Regions from separate parts of the Sus scrofa genome. Here all the other regions are linked to region 2. A link is a contact called in public Hi-C and HiChIP or PLAC-seq data. All regions are on one chromosome and are shown on one strand. Each heading gives the region's core, a stretch centred on a gene start, on an enhancer-like site or on the middle of the called end of the contact. The rest is flanking DNA. Distances are from core to core; before and after follow the strand shown.

Evidence for each region. A called contact is a pair of places that touch in the nucleus more often than the background predicts. HiChIP or PLAC-seq counts read pairs in DNA pulled down with a chosen protein or histone mark.
Region 1: a contact with region 2 is called in a Hi-C map of skeletal muscle, with 2.4 times the contacts expected there. The contact joins the promoter of FUBP1 here to the enhancer-like site in region 2. A contact is called at or near these places in 1 of 5 promoter capture datasets (liver), 9 of 47 Hi-C or Micro-C datasets (embryonic fibroblasts, fetal heart ventricle, liver and 3 more) and 1 of 2 datasets of contacts at active chromatin or transcription factors (skeletal muscle).
Region 3: an H3K27ac HiChIP or PLAC-seq map of skeletal muscle shows a contact between it and region 2. The contact joins two enhancer-like sites. A contact is called at or near these places in 11 of 47 Hi-C or Micro-C datasets (embryonic fibroblasts, fetal heart ventricle, heart right ventricle and 7 more) and 1 of 2 datasets of contacts at active chromatin or transcription factors (skeletal muscle).

Annotation. Positions count from the first base shown.
Region 1 is chr6:135,279,019-135,282,726 of Sscrofa11.1, reverse strand. It overlaps FUBP1 (far upstream element-binding protein 1), which reads right to left and starts at 1,253. Exons shown (of 20, transcript XM_021096436.1): 1 at 952-1,253. The coding sequence starts at 1,071. It overlaps DNAJB4 (dnaJ homolog subfamily B member 4), which reads left to right and starts at 1,351. Exons shown (of 3, transcript XM_021096446.1): 1 at 1,351-1,683.
Region 2 is chr6:135,185,527-135,188,962 of Sscrofa11.1, reverse strand. All of the region lies in intron 2 of GIPC2 (PDZ domain-containing protein GIPC2), which reads left to right. Among named protein-coding and RNA genes, the nearest start is that of GIPC2, 31 kb to the left of the region's middle. Within about 2 kb of position 2,177, at least 17 of the 83 cell types and tissues checked have an H3K27ac peak or open chromatin away from gene starts, as enhancers often do. A contact at or near this core is called in embryonic fibroblasts, skeletal muscle and subcutaneous adipose tissue, where this site is marked.
Region 3 is chr6:135,253,619-135,257,121 of Sscrofa11.1, reverse strand. All of the region lies in intron 1 of DNAJB4 (dnaJ homolog subfamily B member 4), which reads left to right. Among named protein-coding and RNA genes, the nearest start is that of DNAJB4, 26 kb to the left of the region's middle. Within about 2 kb of position 1,686, at least 67 of the 83 cell types and tissues checked have an H3K27ac peak or open chromatin away from gene starts, as enhancers often do. A contact at or near this core is called in embryonic fibroblasts, skeletal muscle and subcutaneous adipose tissue, where this site is marked.

The sequences.
Region 1 (3,708 bases), core at 4-2,503, 95 kb before region 2:
CACAAGATTAGTTTCTGATTACCATTAGTTTAACAGCCTACTCAAAAAGCGTCTAGCACCTAATGTGCATTGGGTCTTAACAAGATTCTTACTGTTGCTTAAACACCAAGTCCACACCAACAATATTCTAAAGTTACAATTATATTAAGGGAATTTAACGAAGGCAAAGTTCAAATTACATCCTGGAGCACAACATACTTTTTTTTAAAACAGCTTTCGCTTAGGAAAGAAGTGACTTCAGGGCAAATGTACGCACCTACGTAATACAAAGAGGTCTGCTCAGTTTACGACTCCGAACTGAGAGGTAGATTCAAATTGAAACTTCGGGTATAATGGGCCTGAAGCCATTTTGAGAAATAAGAGAGAAGGAACGGTAGAAGACAAGTCAATCCCGCCCTGAGGAGGGATTCCAACCCGGGATACCAGTGCTCTCATAATTCTTGTAGGTGTGAAAGCTTATGGCCACCGAAAGATTAATTGCGAGAGAGCTCGAATGGGCTGGAAAGTCTAAAAAATGCTTTAATGACAGATACCTTTCCTTACTATGGCTCCTGCGGACGGACCCTAGTCCTTTGCCAAACTCATTACCAGAAGCTTCCACACTATTGTGTAAAACTACGCGCGCTTTATCCCATGGAGGATGATGTTCACTCTGAGAAAAAGGAAATCTTAACTCCTTGGAGAAAAAAGCGTGAGTGCCGCAGAAGCGGGAGAAAAACCTAAAGCCATCTTCGCGTAGTTCGCGTCGGGGTTCCAAGTGGCTTAAACGCCGAGGACACAAAACCGAATTCCAGCCTCTCGTCGGCAACACCAACGTGGGGAAACGGGAGACTTCTCACAATTCAGAGCCCGGAAGGGCACTTCTCTCGCTCAGGCGCGAAGTAGCGGCCTACTCAGCCAGCGGCCAATTACCGTGAGCTATCGGGATCCCGCCGCGCGGTCCTGACTTACCTGCCGGGCTCGCTGCAGCGCATCTTTGAAAGCATCGTTAACTCCTCCACCGCCGCCGCCGCCGCCTCCACCACCAGCTGAGCCAGAGGAGGGTGGAGGTACTGTTGAATAATCTGCCATGCTTACACTACAGTGGCCGCTACCGCTTCTTCGTAGAGACCCCTCTGCCAACTGCTAAGAAAGAAAGAAAATGGCGGCCGTCGAGGCTGTATCACATTCTTGTGCGACCATCGTGCCGTAAAGGGGCGGAGACTGAAAGGAGAAAATCTCGCGGTGTTTTGAGGCTACGAGCTGGTATGGGGGTGGGGCTGGGGAGGGCGAAGGCAGCGAGATGTCGCGAGAATTGTCTTTAGGTTTCGCGAGAATGGGGGTCCTTTAGGCACCTCCTCTTTGTGTTCTTAGGTTGAAGTTGTGCGGTGGTCACACGGGGGCGGTGGGTAAGACTGGCAGTGCGGGCGCCAATGGTTCGAGTTTTGGAAAGCCCGAAGAAAAGGAGTAGTTTCTTATCAGTCGCCGGCTCAGGGAAGTAGTGTGGGTGGGTTTCCCTCCGAGGGTCGTGCAGTGTATCCACGGGGAAGGGATGACGTCGATAGGCGTAACGACAGCGCAACAGTGACTCTTGAGAGCGCTGCCTCCAGAAGTGCACCTGGGAGAATTGGGCGAGCTACGCGGCGCGATGATGCTCCGGAAGACGTCTGCCCGGCCTAGCGGGAACGCGGCGTGATTTTCAGGGTAGTAAAGTGTCCCTGTATTTTACTTGTAGATTGTCAGATTTCTTAGTTTTATCACAAGAGGGGATGAATTCAGGGTGGGGGCCTTAGTTCTGGAGCTTATTTCGAAGGTTTTGTGCAAATAATGTGAGTGAGGCTCTGAGGTTATGATTGCCTTTTTCTTTACCTTACCGTGATTGTTCCTAAAACTCAGTTTTAAACAGGTTTTGTAACCTAGTGTGTGTGTACGTATCCCTGGCCACTTTTACTGAGCTCCTTGAAGTTGAGAACAGCATCCATTTCCTGACCAAAATTGACCATATGGCTTCTTAGAAATAGTTTTCCCCAGCTGCAGCCTGTGAGATTTCAAATATAATGTGTTGTATTGCCGTCCCAGGGCTAGATGATGATGACGATTGTTATTATTTGTATTTTCTGTTATCTACTTCAGTTACTGGGTAATTTCCGACGTTCCTTCAGACCTTCAGCTCATGTCGTAGCATATAATTTAATGGTAGTAGTTTCAGACTCATTAGGATGCTTTAGGAGTCGATCGCAGTGATTTTTTACCCCTAAATTCTTTCCTTTGAGGGGACAAAGAATGAGGTAAAGTGAACTTTACCAAGTAAAGTGTTTTGGGTTTTGTGAATTAGGTTTCAAAGTGTACTTGTCCCATTGCTGGTGATGAGTAGAGAGAACTGTGTGCTGCAGTCTTCTTGATACTTAAAATTACTGGGTTCACTTGCTCAAGGACTAAAATAAGTCAGATAACCAAGCAGTTACATGCACAGAGATACACGTGGGGCATCATTTCCCTCTAATGAGCTTTTCTTACCATCCTATCCATTTATAGCTCTGATTATCTTTTTAATTGTGCATAGCCATCTATTTAGATTTGGGGGAAATTTGTATTTGGGAAAGCAGTGAATTTATTGGACTACAGATTTAAGCATAACTGGTAAAAAAAAAAAAACCAACTAAAAGCAGCATTGGGTGGTATTACTAAATAGTATTTTTTCAATTGTTTTAGTCTGCCCAATAAATGACATTTATTAATTGGTAATTGATTTTTTCATATTTTACTAATTAGACTTATATACAAATGTCTTAATCAACATAGTGTTAACCAGAGAGATAAACTTTAGTTCGTGTATACCACAGTTTTAGTTGTCTCTAAATATTAAAACTAAGTAAAGACCTCCATTTCTAGTTTTTGGTAGATTCTTCTGGAAGTATAGGTATTCTAGGATGGGAACAATTTAGAATCAGTCTAGAGCAGGATTTCTCAGCCTCAGCACTATTGACATTTTTTGGCCAGATAATTCTTGTTTTGTACTACTACCGTGCATTGTAGTGAAGTAGCATCCTTGACTTCTACGTGTAGGTGCCAGCAGCTCAACCCTCCCATACCAACTGTGACAACAAAAAAATGTCTCCAGATATTGCAGATATCCCCTGGGCAGCAAAAATCACTCCACAGTGAGAACCACTGGTCATCTTGATTGCTGCTCTTGCTTTTCCATCAAGAAGACTTGTTTACTATGCTTCAGAGGTATATTCCACATTCCCGTACTTTTCAGCTCCCACTGCTCCTGAGTTAACCAAAACCTCAGTCTTGGACTGTTACAGTAGCATTCTAGTTGGTTTTTCTGCTTCCACCCTTACATCTTTACAATTTACCATTAAAAATTATGAAGTTTCATAAAGTGTATAATGTATATATGAGGTCTCAAAAAGCATCCATGTATGTACTTTCTAGGAATGTTCTCCAAGTACTAGATCCATTAGCAGTATTTTGAAGCTCAAGGGTGCCTCTACCTGATTGTATTACAATTGTCTCTTCATATAGCAGCTCGAAAGATAAAGCGTAAATCATATCATCTCACCTATCTCCTGGAATGTTCTATGGACTCCACATAGTCAGCCTACTCTCTAAACACTCCTTTTCCTCATTCCACTTGAGCAAGATCATTCTGCTTTTAGGGCATCGTACTTGCATTTTCCTCTGCCTGTCTCAGATGTTCTTAGAGACCTTTACCTGGATGAT
Region 2 (3,436 bases), core at 928-3,427:
TTTTTTTTTTTTTTTTTTTTTTTGGTCTTTTTGTCATTTTAGGGCCGCACCTGCAGCATATGGAGATTTCCAGGCTAGGAGTCAAATCGGAGCTGCAGCTGCCGGCCTACACCACAGCCAGAGCAACAAGGGATCCGAGCTGCATCTGCAACCTACACCACAGCTCTCGGCAACGCCACATCCTTAACCCACTGAGTGAGGCCAGGGATCAAACCAGCGTCCTCATGGATACTAGTTGGGTTTGTTTCCACTGAGCCACGACGGAAACTTATTTATTTATTATTTATTTATTTAATGGCTACACCTGCGGCATATGGGTTCTCGGCCTATGTCATAGCCACAGCAGTGTGGGATCCAAGCTACATCTGAGACCTATGCCACAGCTTGCAGCAATGTGAGATCCTTAACCCACTGAGCAAGGCCAGGGATCAAACCTGCATCCTCACGGACACTATGTGGGGTTCTTAACAGCTGAGCCACAACAGGAACTCCTATCCAAGTGCACATCTTTTTGGCCACCTTTTTTACATCTTAAAAAAAAAAAGCTCTTTAAAGATTTCTAAACTGTACATACAGTTGAGCCTTGAATGACACAGGTTTGAACTTTGTGGGTTCACTTATACATGGATTTTTTCAATAGCAAATACTACAGTATGACATGGTCTGCAGTTGAATCTGCAGATGTGGAACCATTAACATGGGAAAGTGGGGGTGGTAAAGGGGAGGGTAAAGAGAGTGGCTATAAATTATGAAAATTTTCCACTGAGAAGAGGGTCAGCACCTCTAACCTCTGCATTGCTTAAGAGTCAACTGTAATCCCATTATCTAAGCATCACAGCCATAGCAAAGCAGGATCCTAGCTGCATCTGACACCTATAACGTGGCTCACCTCAACGCCAGATCCTTAGCCCATTGAGCAAGGCCAGGGATCAAACCCAAATCCTCATGAATACTAGTTGCATTCATAACCCACTGAACCATAATGGGAACTCTATAATCCCTTTATCTAAATCCCTTTATCTAAAGGGCAATATAAAGCTGCAAAGGTAGGAGAAAGAAGTTTGAAATGGTATGAAAAACTTTTAAGAACTGAGGACTGATAAAAAGATTCATCTTCCATAACAATTCTATTATTATAACATATTATAATAATATGACTAACGACATATTGAATGCTTATCATGTACTAGGTGCTTTGTATATATTTTCCCATTTAATGTTCACAACAATTTTGTCTGGTACCGTGTTTTCATTTAGTTTTTGAGGTATAACAGACCTTTAATGTACAGCTTAATGAATGTTTACAGATCTCTGTCGAGAACACCCAGATCAAGGGAAATTTCATTTCCACCACCTAGAAGGCTCCAGTCCGTACCCTCCCCTCTACAAAGGTAGCAAATATTTTGACCTCTATCACTACAGTTTTACTTGTTTTCAAACCTCCTATGAGTGGAATTCTATAATACATACTCTCCTGTTTTTGGCTTTTGTTCAGTGTGTCTGTGAAGTTCATCTCTGGGTAGGGACTTTACAGCCTTTATTTTACAGGTGTAGACAGGGATTAGAAAGGTCAAGCAGGAGTTTCCATGGTGGCGCAGTGGTAACGAACCCAGCTAGGATCCATGAGGATGTGGGTTCAGTCCCTGGCCTTGATCAGTGGGTTAAGGATGCAGTGTTGCCATGAGCTGTGGTGTAGGTTGCAGATGCAGCTCTAGATCTTGCATTGCTGTGGCTCTGGCAGCTGTAGCTCCGATTTGGCCCCTAGCCTGAGGACCTTCATATGCCACAGGCGCAGTCCTAAAAAGCAAAAAAACAGAAGAAAGAAAGAAAAAAAAAAAAGGTGAAGTTAGGCAGCTGGACAAATTCAAGATTTGAATCTGGGAGATCTGGCTCCAGAGCTGGCAATCCTACCCACTGAGGTAAGAATTAGTGATCAACTCCATGCCACAGAGCACCTTTCATGCCTTTATTTTGTCGAAATCTTTGATTTGCTGATGCATTGTCATCATTTTAAAAAAATAGCCTTGGGGAAGTTATCTTCTTCACTGTAACTAGTACTTTATTTAACTTCCCACTTGACAGAATGGCTATTTTTAGCTCTGCAAAAGATATGACTGTGCTGAAGGTTGAGTGGGTGACCAAATGGAAAATCCGTGAGTTGGGAAAGTCATGTGGGATTATCTGGGGGAAGTTCAGGACGTGAGGCCCATGTAGCAATGCCTTTCTAATGTCAGCAGAGAAGGGCTTGGAAGTTTTGCAAACACGCATGGGATTTTTTAGATCTTAACCTCTGATGTTCGGAGCTTCTGTTTCTATTTTTTTATGCTCTGTCAAACATGCGCCTTCCTCAGAGTCCTAGTCACTAGCCCCATGGAGACAGGGAACACGGTAACAAAGAGAAAGTGGAGCCTAAGCCAGCCCTCTGACACACAGTTCAACTTAGAAGAGAAACGAGTATCATACTGTGTACAAAGTTGATGTGATTTTTAAAAATCTGGGCGGGGGGGGGGATAATTTCAAACTTACTGAAAGATTGTAATAATGCCGAGAACTCACATAATACCCTTTTCTCAAAAAATCCAGTTTTTACCACTTGGCAAATTTGCTTTATTTTCTTACACACACCCCCACCACCCCCACACACATGTGTGTATATGTACACACACATATACATATATGTAATTTTTCCTGAGCCATTGGAAAAAATGGATTGGATACATTGTCTCTTTATCCCTTAATATTTCAGAAGGTAGTTTCAAAGAATGATATTCTCTTCAGTACACCTACAGTACAATTATGAAATTCAGAAAACTTAACAGAAATGGAATACTTCTTTCCCTCCCCCCGCATTTCGGCCACCCCAAGGCATGTGGAGTATGGAGTTCCCAGGCCAGGGAGCAGATCTGAGTTGCAGCCTCGCACGACACTGCAACTGTGACAACGATGGATCCTTAACCCATTGCACCAGGCTGGGTATTGAACCTGTGTCTCAGCACTGCAGAGACATTGCTGATCCCATTGTGTCACAGCGAGAACTCCAATACTTTGTCACTGGTATGATGTCCTTATTGCAGTTTTATCAGTTGTCCTAATAATGCCCTCGAGAGCATTTTTTTCCCCTAATATAAAGCCAATCCAGGATGATGTATTTCATTTAGCGATCATGTCTTTTTCGTCATCTTTATTCTAGAACAATTTCTCAGCCTTCTATAGGATAGCCCTCAATTTGGAATTTTTGGATGTCCCTTCATGTTGAGAAATAGGTTATGCATTTTGGGTAGGAAAATTAGATGGGTAATGTCGTGTTCTGCTCAGTGTATTACCTCAAAAGTGCATTATCTTGGTTTGTCTCATTATTCATAACGTTAATTTTTGTCTCTTGAGTGAGATCGTGTCTGCCAGTCTTATTCACAGCAAAGATATATTATCCCTCATG
Region 3 (3,503 bases), core at 437-2,936, 69 kb before region 2:
CTTGCAATGGATTCCAACTTGCAATATGCTTTAAAGAAAAAAAGTAGGCATCTTATGGTGATTTTGGATATTAGCATTTTTCCGTAAGGTTTTTCAATTTGAAAGTTTATCTTTTGACATTGAGTATTCCTTGGTGGGACTAAAATTTTTGCTGAATAGCTGACAAACCTCTGTAACTTTTAAGTAGGCTGGATAGATATTATTTATTTTTATACCAAGGTGTTTTGAAAGTAGAGAGTTTTGAGAAAGAGCAAATCCTAGCTGTCAAAATGCACAAAAGTAAACATTATGAAAGAATTGCTGAATCACTAATGTAAAGCTGCTTGGTCTATAGAGTAGGTGTTCTCGAATCTTTAAAGATTAACCTGTGATCATTACCTTTCCACTATACTCTATATGTATATGTATGTTTACTTTTTCTGATAAATGTTCTTTTGTCTTTCAATTTTACAGACAAGATATTTATGTATAATGCTCTGTGCAGTTCTTTTGACATCTTAGTAATTCATCTTTCCAATATCATATTAGAATTGGGAACATTTCTGAAAAGATAATGAAACCAAATAGGAGATAAAAGATGAGTTACAGACATTGAAAATATTTCTTATAAATACCCAACATTTATATTTTAAAAAGCAGGCATCAAAAGAGTACATAAATGATATATGACATAAACTTTGTTATAAAAAAACAAATACAAAACGACAAAAATAACCATGAATAGTTACAGAAAAAAGGGATTAGAAGGAAATATACTAACATTTGGCAGGGTTTACCTAAAACGGTATGATAGGAAAGTTTTTATTTTATTCTTTTTTCTTTCTGTGTTTTCTAAAATCTTAATGAGTAATTATATTTATAATAAGGGAAAATGTGTTTTTCAAGGAAAAATATTTCTCATATTTCTGCCTCATAAATAGCATATCCAGATTTTAAACTGATCTGGTTAAGAGTTTTGACTGTCTGCAACCTGTCTTCTAGCTTTACTGAAGCAGCATAAAAATTCTTATGGTGACCCTAGGAATGGGGAGGGCAGATCTCATTCTGTTTTAGTTGAAGTAACTAAAATTAGGTATGAAGCTTTCACAAGCATTAGTTTGCCTGAACTATTAACTCTTGTATACTACAAAAAAACTAGTTAAGATCATCAGCTACAATCACATTTAAGTCCTTATTTAAAATTTTTGCTTTTGATATTTATAATCTATAGCCTTTTACGATGTGAAATTTCTGGCATTTTTGATTAGCAGACCCTAGGAAGTTTGAAAATGACACAAATTATCGACAGTTTTAAACCATATTTAGTATTGTCTGTCTTACATTTGAATAACTTGAAATTAAAATACCTAAAATAAGTTCAAGGTACTTTTATTGTATAGTAATTTTAACATTGTAATGTTAAGATGCTTAACAGCTGTAATGATTTTTTTGTTGCTTTGTCACCTAGAATGGAATAAATAAATGCTGAAATATTGGTGTCTTAATCCGCTTGGCTTCCTAAAAAGGAAATAAAAATGGTAGAGCCAGAAGGAAAATGAATAGTTAATCGTGGAGGAGGAGAAAACCTAGCCGAGTACTTTGACTAGAGGCAGCTGGGGAAGTGACGTCCGTAGCATTTGCTGTTCTAGAAAGTACAGAGACACGTAGTGAAAATGGGAGGATCTAGAAGGAGGCCGTCTCCCGTGTAGTGTATATTTATCTGTAAGTGAGCTGTTGGGGAAGGAATTAAATACGGAGACGCTGCCTGCTTGCCGCTTTAAGACAGCGAAGCTGAATTGCTGATTTGCTTTAACTTTTAAAATACCCAGCTGGGTTTCTTTTTCTTAGAATCATTGTATTGCTGAGACTGGGGACGCTGTTTTCTGTCACAAAGGGAAATCTAAGTTCATTTCAAGGCATTCGAAATGGGGAAAGACTATTATTGCATTTTGGGAATTGAAAAAGGAGCTTCAGATGAAGATATTAAAAAGGCTTACCGAAAACAAGCCCTCAGATTTCATCCGGACAAGAACAAATCTCCTCAGGCGGAGGAAAAATTTAAAGAGGTCGCAGAAGCTTATGAAGTATTGAGTGATCCTAAAAAGAGAGAAATATATGATCAGTTTGGGGAGGAAGGTAAGTATTCACTGTACATCTTTCTGCCTCCGGCGCTCTCGATCTCTCTCTCTCAGCCTTCTGTTATTAAATTCTCTGACATATCAAAAGTAGAAAGACAAATAATGGATAAAAACAAGATTTCACTTCTAATTATATGAATGAATGTTGCATAGCTATGAATGAAATGTGCTTGTTTGCCCTTTTTCAGATTTTGACATTTTGTGATATATATTGCCATTAGATTTATAATGTTAACATGGTTTATTTGAAAAGAAACCTTACATTCTCATACCCATTAAGAAATTGTGTCAAAAGTCTTATGCAACCTGTTTTGTTTTCTAATGAATATTCTGCCAGAACCAATAGAGATTCTTCCATCGTTTAGAATTTTAACATTGGCAGTTCAAATTCTGAATAGTTTATGTTTTATTCACGAAAACAAAAGAAGTTTTCTGCCTTTCTCATGGCAAAGCTAGTTTAGATTAAACAGGACAGAATCGTCTCTCTGAGAAGCAGAAGGCCCAGGCATTTAGCTGTAGTTGTTTTTGGCATTCTGCCTGGAGAGGAAAGAATTTTCCTGATGTCATAAAATACCAGAACAAGTTTTTAGCTTAATTGTAAACAGTAATTGTGTGCCAAGAAAATGAGATCTCAGAAATACAATTTTTGACCTAAAATGGCCACCTAGTTAGAACGATTATTGATTTACTTTTAGGTAACATTATTTCTTTTGAAATTTTACTATCTAAGTAGAGGAAAGCATGATAACTTCCTTTTCCTCTCTCTGCCACAATTTTTTTTTCTCGCATTGTGGGATCAGAACCTAATTGAATACAGTAAATGGGGAGTAATTTAAGATTATTCTTTTATCATTCTGCATTTTAAATTGTCCATCATCTCCATATAAATGTTAGCTATTAAGTAAGGCTATTTAAAATTGCTAATTAATAACAACCAAGGCATTTTAATTTCTCCATGTTCTCTTTTTGTATTCAGGACTAAGTCATGGTGAATTTTTCTCCCCAAATGTTCTTTTTAAAATTATTGTAGTTGTGAAAACTTTGTGATTTTTGGCTTCCTTTATTGCATTTAATGTTAAATTTTCCTTGTTAGAAATGTATCCTAAAATACAGTGAAGGAGTGTCACTGCTTATTTTGATTTAGAAAATTAAATTTAAATAAGCAGGGTGATGTGTAGAGGATTTTTTTCCCCCTCGTTTTGTTTTTCCCTTTTGATCTGAGTTGCCGCAAGTTGCAGCTTCTGCTGCTGATTTTGGTGAGATGACCTGCAGTGTCAGGTTCTAACAAAGTAAATATTGAAAAAAATCAAATAGTGGGCAATTCAATCCTGCTTGTTCTTTATATCTGTACTACTTAAAATACTATGATTTGGTTCATTTCAAAAG